2 separate regions of the Sus scrofa genome follow, and region 1 is linked to region 2. A link is a contact called in public HiChIP or PLAC-seq data. All regions are on one chromosome and are shown on one strand. Each heading gives the region's core, a stretch centred on a gene start, on an enhancer-like site or on the middle of the called end of the contact. The rest is flanking DNA. Distances are from core to core; before and after follow the strand shown. Region 1 holds the start of GAA (lysosomal alpha-glucosidase). Region 2 holds the start of CHMP6 (charged multivesicular body protein 6).

Evidence for each region. HiChIP or PLAC-seq counts read pairs in DNA pulled down with a chosen protein or histone mark.
Region 1: a contact with region 2 is called in an H3K27ac HiChIP or PLAC-seq map of alveolar macrophages. The contact joins the promoter of GAA here to the promoter of CHMP6 in region 2. A contact is called at or near these places in 3 of 5 promoter capture datasets (fetal liver, fetal skeletal muscle and liver) and 1 of 2 datasets of contacts at active chromatin or transcription factors (alveolar macrophages).

The regions. Positions count from the first base shown.
Region 1 is chr12:2,338,177-2,342,500 of Sscrofa11.1, forward strand. It overlaps GAA (lysosomal alpha-glucosidase), which reads right to left and starts at 1,691. Exons shown (of 23, transcript XM_021066505.1): 1 at 1,552-1,691. LOC110255946 (a long non-coding RNA gene) reads left to right here. Exons shown (of 2, transcript XR_002336941.1): 1 at 1-315; 2 at 1,495-1,651. CCDC40 (coiled-coil domain-containing protein 40) reads right to left here. Exons shown (of 20, transcript XM_021066502.1): 20 at 3,777-4,324. The coding sequence ends at 4,199.
Region 2 is chr12:1,695,798-1,700,100 of Sscrofa11.1, forward strand. CHMP6 (charged multivesicular body protein 6) reads right to left here and starts at 2,550. Exons shown (of 8, transcript XM_021066499.1): 1 at 2,417-2,550; 2 at 1-82. The coding sequence starts at 2,479.

The sequences.
Region 1 (4,324 bases), core at 441-2,940, 640 kb after region 2:
CGAAAGGAGAGAAAAGTCCCAAACAGGGTTACAGAGCCCTGTGCATTGTGAAGTCTTCCAATACGCTGCAGATAGACTCTTCTAGAATGTCTGTAGAAACGACTTAATAACATACAGAACCCACGCGACAGGCTGACACTTGGAACAAACAAGTTGCGACAATAGATGGCTCCCCTGTGAAGACTGGCGGAAGGCAGACAGGTACCCTCCCTCCAGCCGACCGGACGAGGCTACAGCCTGTGAGGGTCTTGGGCGCTGCAGCCCCACGCAACACTCAGGAGAAGGCTGGCCCCCAGGACGTGGCCCCTCGGCCAGGTGTGAGAGAAACCCTCTCGTGTGGGGTCTGGTTTTGGGTCCCGGGCACAGCAGCTGCACCACAGCCTCCCTGGCTGCTCCGGCTCTAAGACTGATGACCTGCATCTTGCTTACCTGTCCGTTCTAAGTATTTGACAGGGAACTTTGCTGGCCCAGCGCCCTGAGGAACAGACACAGACATTGGACTACACACGCCAGGGCTGCACCTGTGGCATATGGAAGTTCCCAGGCCAGGGGCTGAATCAGAGCCACAGCCGCCAGCCTACACCCCAGCCACAGCAATGCCACATCCAAGTCATGCCTGCAACTGACACCACAGCTTACAGCAATGCCAGAGCCTCACCCCCTGAGGGAGGCCGGGGATCAAACCCATGTCCTCGTGGATATTAGCCGGGTTCATTACCGCTGAGCCACAGCGGGAACTCCTCAAAGTGCAAGGGTTGTATCAGGGAGCACTTTCTGTGCGTTTGGGAGCAAATGGGGAGGATGCCAGGGAACGCCACCACAGCCACTCGAGGCAGACCCCACGGTGGGTGCTGGGTCCAGGCGCCCCAGACTGCCACGGAGACTAAGGAAGGATAGGCCAGTCCATGGGTTTGGGGGTCCTCAAGCCAGACAGAGCTGGCTGTCAGAGGGGTGCAGGTCTCCCAGGAGCGGCCCGCCCTAGAGTTCTGGGCCAGGATGCAGCGCTGGACTTCAGGCCCAGCAACGGAGCCTCCACCAACGACACTCCCTGTGGCAGGAGGTCTGGGAGCCGCATCCTTGTGACCGCCAGAGAGATGCGAGTGTTGGGGAAGAGTCACAGGTGCACCCAGGTCACGGAGCATCTGAGCCTCTGAGACACAGACTGGCCACCTGGAGCTTTCCAGCCACCACGGGCCACAGGTACATTTGGTGCAAGAGTGAACTGTGTTTGTATCACATGACTGGCACCAAAAGTGTGGGGTTTTCCAAACCAGCCAATTCTTCCACTCTCTGAACACCAGCTGGGTGTCCAGCAATTGAACTCACATCTGACACGCACTCCCAGAGTTAGTGCCGACCCCACAGGTTGAGGGCGCAGTCCCACAAGACACCCCCCACTTCAGACACTAACTGCAAGTCCCAGCTTGTCACCGGCACATCCGACCAAGCGGCTGTAAACTCCTGGGTTCCCAAAAACACCTCTCTCCTCCACAGGTTGAATAAACAGCTAGATGACTCCCAGAACTCATTAAAGTGCTTGCTTACTGTTACCTGTTTATTATCAAGGACACGACGTGGGAACAGCCAGATGGCAAGGTCTGGGGAGGGCTGCAGAGCTTCCACGCCCTCTCCAGGCGGCCCTCCCTCCCAGCACCAACATGAGTTCACCGGCGGGAAGCCCCCAAACCTCAACTAGTTTAGGGTTTCATTATGTGGGCACAGCTGATGAAACCATCGACCAGTGGTGATTGGCTTAATCACCAGCTTCTCTCCCTCCCTCGAGGGAGGCCAGGTGAAAGTGCCTTAGTCCCTCTGGAGACCAGACCCCATTTTAAAGCTGTGTACAGCCCCCTCCCCCCAGTCATCTCATTGGCACAGGAAAGGCATTCATCACTCCCAAGTTCCCAGGGGTTTTAGGAGCTGCATGCCAGAAACTGGGGGGGCAGACGAAATATGTCCTTTTATACCACAGTGTCCCAGATCCACGTGACCTTGCCAGACACACCTTGTCATCATGATTCCGAAACTAGGGAACTCAGAGCCTAGGAGCCCTCACTTGGGGAGCTCTGAGGCACTGACTCGGCCCTTCCCGCCCAGACCTTAGAAGGTGCACAGGTGGCCAGAGGCACGGCCAGAGCAGCACCCTATGCCCTGCGTTCCCTGCCTCCGTTTTACAGACCAGGAGGAGAGCCTAGAAAAGGGAGGAGCCCCCGTCACAGCGGCCAACAGTTTAGAGAGAAAATGGGGAAGAACTGAAGGTCAGTAGATCAAGTGGCACTGCCGACCCAGAAAGCCTTGTCACCCTGCTTTCAGGGAAGTGGCTCAGAACCGCTGCTCCCTAGGCCACCGTGGTGGTGCAGACAAGGCGGGTTCAAAACCCATCTCCACCTTGGGCAGAGGGGAGTAAAGGGTCCTTATCCTCCTGCGTCTCAGCTTCCTCCCTGCCACCAAGGGCAAGCACAGCCTTCCCCGCCCAGCTCGGGAGAAGTGAGGGGGAACCGTGGAGTTTCGGGGTGCCTGATGTCAGTGGGGTCCCAGTCGTTACTGCTGCTGAAGGAGAAAATGTCCTGAGATGATGAGCAGGGAGAACAGAACACCCGGGTCACGATGACCAAGCAAGGTCCAGCCAACTGACCCCAACCACCCCTCCCACGCATCAGCTTCTGTAAACTTGCTTCTGCATCAGCCGTCCTGCCTCTGCCCACTCCGGTCCGCTCTGCCCAGCACGGACCCAGAAGGGCTAGCCCATAAGAGCCCTGTAAAACCCCTCCTCGGGGCTCAGACTCCGGAGAGCGATCTCCTCTGAGCTCACCGGTGTAATAAGCCTGGGTTCGCCAACCCTCCAGGTGTCGCTTGGTTTCTCCCCGGGTAGAAAGACCAGCTGCTGGCAGCTGCCCTAACACTGCCCTCCGCCGCCGTCCCGGCACATTGTAATCAACTTCCCCAATAGGAAAGCACGGACCCCCAATCCATATACGGCTCGATCCCGCCCCTTCCGCGACGGCCGCGACCCGCCAAGCCTCGGGTCTGTGGGGTTGCAGCGCACCACCCTGGCCCCCCTCCACCGCCGTTCGCGGGGACCACCCTCAGCCCGAGTCTCGCAGCCCGGCCCACTCACCTCCGCGCACGCGCGCCCGGGTCCGGCTCGGCCCGGCCCGGCTCACTTCTGCGCACGCGCACGCGGCGCAGTGGGAACTCCAGGCTCCGCCGCCGCGGCGGGGTCACGTGACTCCCACCCGCCTCCGCACGAGCAGGCGCCTTAGGTGCCGGGCGCGTGCTGGGAGGGCCCCGCTGTCCTCCGGCCTGGGCACTCCCGGAACGTGGGAGGAGCCCGAGGGGACGCGCACTCTGCGAGGGAGCGCGCTCCCCGCGGAGGCAGGGGGAACCTCAGCTTTGCGGTTGGGGGGGCGTGACGCCCACGCGGGAACTTGCCCTCGGCATCCCGGAGCCAGCCAGCCAGGCAGCCCCCGAGGCCCGACCCTGGGCATCTAGCCGGAACCGGGGTGGGCACAGGTGCTCAGCACCCGGAGGGCAAAAACAGCGTTTAGTCGTGACCCATCGACTGTCGCGAAAACGTTCAATTACAAGGAACTTTTTTTCCATCGAGGAAAGGCTTATATTAAGAGGTGCCGGCTTTCCAGGGTGAAATACAAGAGCCAGACCCCGTGATTTTGTCAGAAAGCCCCAGCAGTGTGTGTGTATGGGGAGGGGAATTGAGGGTTTCCTTGCTTCTTTATGTACTTCTGAAATGTTTTAGAATAAATACACTTTCATATTCAGAAAAAAACTTTATTTTCCTGCTGAAAAGTTTAAAATTACTTTGTAAGATTACCTTTCCCCTTAAGCCCTCGAAGAAGCCATAGGCAGCAGGGGTTCAGGAGTCGGAGCGTGGGAGGAGGAGCCCGGGGTGGACCAGGGTGGTGGGGACCCGACACAGACAAGGAGGTCTGTGTTCCTGCACCTGCACGGTCTAATCGCAGACGTCAGGCCCTGCAGATTCCGCTAGGGCTTCACGTCCTCCGGACTTGCTCCGGTGAGCTGGGCATCTGGATTTAACCCAAGCTGGGAGTGGGGCGGGAACAGAGACCTGGTTTCCCGTTTTCCTTGGACGAGTAAGCCCAGCGAGGGCACGGGGGTCTGCTTTGCAAATGGAATACTTGTGGAAAATGGAACTGGAAACGTTGGGATTTGACCTGATTTATACAGCGGGGTGGCTAAACAAACAATTCCTACAGCGCTGGCGTATTTTTTTAAGTGGCGTCATTCTCTGAGGGCAGCGGTGACTTTCAGTAAAGCAGGGACAGACAAACGTATTCAAAGTCCC
Region 2 (4,303 bases), core at 1,300-3,799:
GGGCGATCTCCCGCTCCCGCTCCAGCTGCTGCGTGATCCGCTTCTGGTACTGCCTCAGCTTGTCCCGCTGCTGCTTCAGTTGCTGCGCGAGAGCAGGCCCTGCGTCCACACCGAGCCCCCGCGGCACTGGGCGCCCCCGACCGCCACTGCTGGAAGGGCACCCTCCAGCACGGTTCTCGTGGGGACACATGGGCCCCGGGCAGGGAGCACTGCGGGCAGACGTCCCGGCTGTGGTGACAAGGGAGGCCACCGGCCTCTGGGGATGGAGGCCAGGGAGGCGGCTCGATGTCCTGCAAAGCCCAGGCTCCCGGGCCCCCAGACCGTGGCATCGCCCTCAGCGAGGAGTGTGGGTGCTGGTCAAGGAGCGCCGCCAGCCCGGACGGCTGGGGTCTGGGGGCTCCCCGCCCGGCTCCACACCTCTGCCGGCTGCAGCCACTGGCTCGATACGTGCTTAGCTCCCTGCTCTTGTCACTTGTCACCGTATGTGTGTGGACAACAAATGGCGTGTTGAGGTGATGGGTTCGGGTGACCTTGCCAAGCAACTGGGACCCCCATGTCCTGTCTCCAAAAGGACGCGTGGCCTTTACACGCTTAGTCGATCCTTCCCTACTTTAGGCCGTTCACGTTTCTGCCAAATCCCATCCTTTCAGGTGATGCTATGGCAAAGCACCTGCGAGCTCCGGGCATCGCAGATGGAGGATCGCGCCGGGCAGTGGGTTGACTGGGCTGAGGGTATGTGCGTCTTCAAGACTTGGGAGACGATCCCCCAGTGTAGACCTGGTCAGTCTGTCTGCAGTGGCTGCCCCCCGCTCTCTTTAGAGAGCGCCCCGGCGTGCTCCCCCAGAGCCGGAGGGCCAGGCTCTGTGTCCAGCACGTGTCCTGCCCCAGTTCCCCAGCACTGGCTGTCTCTCTTGTGCGGGAGCTGGCATCCACCCCCGCCCCACGCCCTCGGGCTGCGTGTAAAGCATTAGGGGGAGCAGGTGTGGGCGGGCCGCCCTCTTTATGAGACAAGGGGTCTCAGCAGAGGGTCATGGGACAGTGTGCAGGAGGTCCCAGTTCCTCCGCTCAGGTGTTCACCCTCGAAGATACCAGGCAGTAACTTCCGTGGAGTGTGAACCGACGGAGTTATTCTGCTGTGACCCCACCAGTGTGAATTTTTGGCAACAGCAAGGTCTCCTTGGAGAGAAACCCCAAGATGAGCCCTCGGAGAGAGAAGAGCCAGAAGCCCAGGGTGGAGCAGAGCCCCTGGGGGTGAGGCCCACGGCAGGTGCTCCAGGCCCTGATCTTCTCCAGCGACGACGGACACGCCTGCCGCCTCTTCTTCCGCAGGGAACTGTAGTTAAAAACTTACAGCTTACAGAAGCCACAGTAAAACAAAACGAAACCCATCTGCCACTTGCATTACTTTCTTGGTACAAAAACTACCTTTTCCTTTTCTTTTTTTTTGTCTTTTTAGGGCCTAACTCGCAGCATATGTAAGTTCCCATCCTGGGGATCACTAGCCTACCCCACGGCCACAGCAACGCCAGATCCGAGCCACATCTTCGACCTACACCACAGCTCACAGCAACATGGGATCCTTAACCCACTGAGCGAGGCCAGGGATGGAGCCGGCAACCTCATGGTTCCTGCTCGGATTCGTTTCCACTGCGCCTCGACGGGAACTCCACACACACGATTCTTTCCACCGAAACTAACTTTCACATCAGCGCTCCATTGCAAGAGACACCTGACTCTACAGGCAGGTACACCACCACCACCTACAGCTTAGGGGGGGCTGGCGTGGCCCCAGAAGCTCGGGGACTGCACAGGTTGCAGGTCAGAGCAAGGGCCAAGGCAGACTGGAAGCATGTGGGAGAAAGTTGCGCAATCAGAGCCTCCCCTGCTTAGATCCCCAGTTCTGAGAGCAGCGATAAGGCCCTACTGCCCAGCCAGCGCCAGGGCCTCCCACCTGGGCCGGCCACGCAAGCGGGCGACGGTGAAGCACGGCGGGGCCGGGCCGGGACTGGGAAGCGGGTCGGGGTCGACTCCCGTGGTGCGGGAGCTTAGGAAACCACACCCGCACGCGTGGACTCGTCCAAGGACAAGGTACGACCACAAACAGCGAGACGCGGGCACCGCCTCCGGAAACGGGAGGCGCAGTTCAATTACCGCACCTGGATCGCCCACACCTGGACGACCGGGTTCGCTCCGACTCGGGGGGAACCCGGCCCGGACACGCTCCCCACCGGAAGCCCACTGCCCCAGCCGGGCTCGGAAACCCGCCCGGGCGCCGGGCCCTGCCCGGGGCCGGGCGGCCGGCGGGCACGGAGCCCGAGGCGAGGATCGCAGCGGCAGCCGCCCCGCTCCGGTTTCCCCGCCCGGGCCCGGGGGTGCCCGGCCCGCGCCCACACGCCCGCGGGGCCCGGCGTCTCACCAGGATGGCCTTGTCCTGCTCGGTGACCCGGCTCTGCTTCTTGCGGCCGAACAGGTTGCCCATGGCGGCCCGGCTCGCACCCCGGCCCCGCCGCCGGCCGAGCCCACGCCGCGCGGCCACCGTAGCCCGGCCCCGCCCACCGCGGCCCGGCCCCGCCCACTACGGCGGCCGCCCGGGGCCCGGCGCCGCAGAGCGCGGGTCGCGACCGCCCGCGGAGGGGCCCCGCCTGGAGGCGTGGCGGGGCGCGGCCGCGCGGCCCCGGGGGCGCGGTTCGCGGCGTTCCCGGAGAGCCGCGCCTGCGTGGTCTTCAAGACTGAACGTTCCCGCTGCCGCTCCGGGGGACCCTTGCACTGTGACTGCGCGCCCTGGGCGGTCAGAAACCTTGCGCGCGAGTCGCTGCCCTGCTGGCTGTGCCCTCAAAACGCTGCCTTTAGTGATGTTACGTCCCAGGGGGTCAGAGTGTCCGCCGAACCGCCCTCGGGACACCCGGAAGGGGGACGCACGCCCCGCCTTCCCCACCTCGCTCTGCGCCCCCGGCCCGTGGGCAGACTCGGAGGAGCCCAGCTTCTGGTTTCGTGGCGGGAACCCCCCGCGGGGCATCGGGGATACAGGGCGGGACGCCCCGCACACCTGCAGACTAGGCTTCCACCGTGTTCCTGTCTGGGGGGCTCGTAAGGTGGCACCCAGCCCTGTTCGGTCACCCCAGCAGCCAGTCTGCCTGGGCTTGGTCACCTTTCTAGCAGCCCAGCAGCTCCTGGGCAGTGGGGAAGTAGTAAGGCAGGCCCATGGCGCGTGCCCAGCGCTCAGCCCTTTCTGTGAAAGGAATTCGTTCAGAAGCAGTGTCCCCCGGGCCCCATGATGGATCTCTCTCTTTTTTTTTTTTTTTTGTCTTTTTGCCATTTCTTGGGCCGCTCCCGTGGCATGTGGAGGTTCCCAGGCTAGGGGTCGAATCGGAGCTGTAGCTGCCAAGCCTATGCCAGAGCCACAGCAACGCGGGATCCGAGCCGCGTCTGCGACCTACACCACAGCTCACGGCAACGCCGGATCGTTAACCCACTGAGCAAGGGCAGGGATCGAACCCGCAACCCTATGGTTCCTAGTCGGATTCGTTAACCATTGCGCCACGACGGGAACTCCCCCATGATGGATCTTTAAGTCCAAATGGTGCCGCTGGCAGGAGTGCCCTGGGCGAGGGGGGCAAATCTGTACCCAGGATGAGAGCAAGTCACTGCCCCACGAGGGAAGGGTCCTCATTAGTCAACCTGCTGTCGGCGGGGCTGGCTGGCCCCCAGAGAATGGTGCTGTCTGGGGCCCTCGGCAGTGGTGGCCAGGGGAGCCTCAGTGAGGGGACGTCTGTGCTGCCGAGTTCCCCAAAGCCACTCTGTCCACTGACCGAGCACTGGCGTCCAGAGTGTGCACTGCGTCCACCCGAACTACTGAGCGCCTCCTGGACAGAGGAGGCTCAAGCCGCCTTCCCGGGGACCCAGATCTCTGCCCCCCACGTCGCTGCCCCAGGTGTCCTCGTGACCCGTCTTCCAGTGCCGTTTCTTTCCAGTCTCTGGTCATCCACTGCACCTCAGCAGCTGCCTGTGATTCACGGCCGATGAAACTCCTTGCCGTGTCTCGCTGCACACGTACAGGCGCGGGTCCGAGCTGCTGCTGGTTCCCGTCCAGAGGCCAGCAATACGGCGACCTTTGCTGTAAAGAGAGTCACACGAATTTCTCGGCTTCCCAGGGCGCATGAAAGTTGGGTGGCTTACAGTCCCCTCATGGCTCAGTGGTAACGATCCCGACGAGTGATGCCGGAAAGCTGGTACCGGAGTCCGGGTTCCTGTTCCCAGCGGTCGAAGAGTGAACTCAAGCAAGCAAGCAAAGTCTTTATTAAAA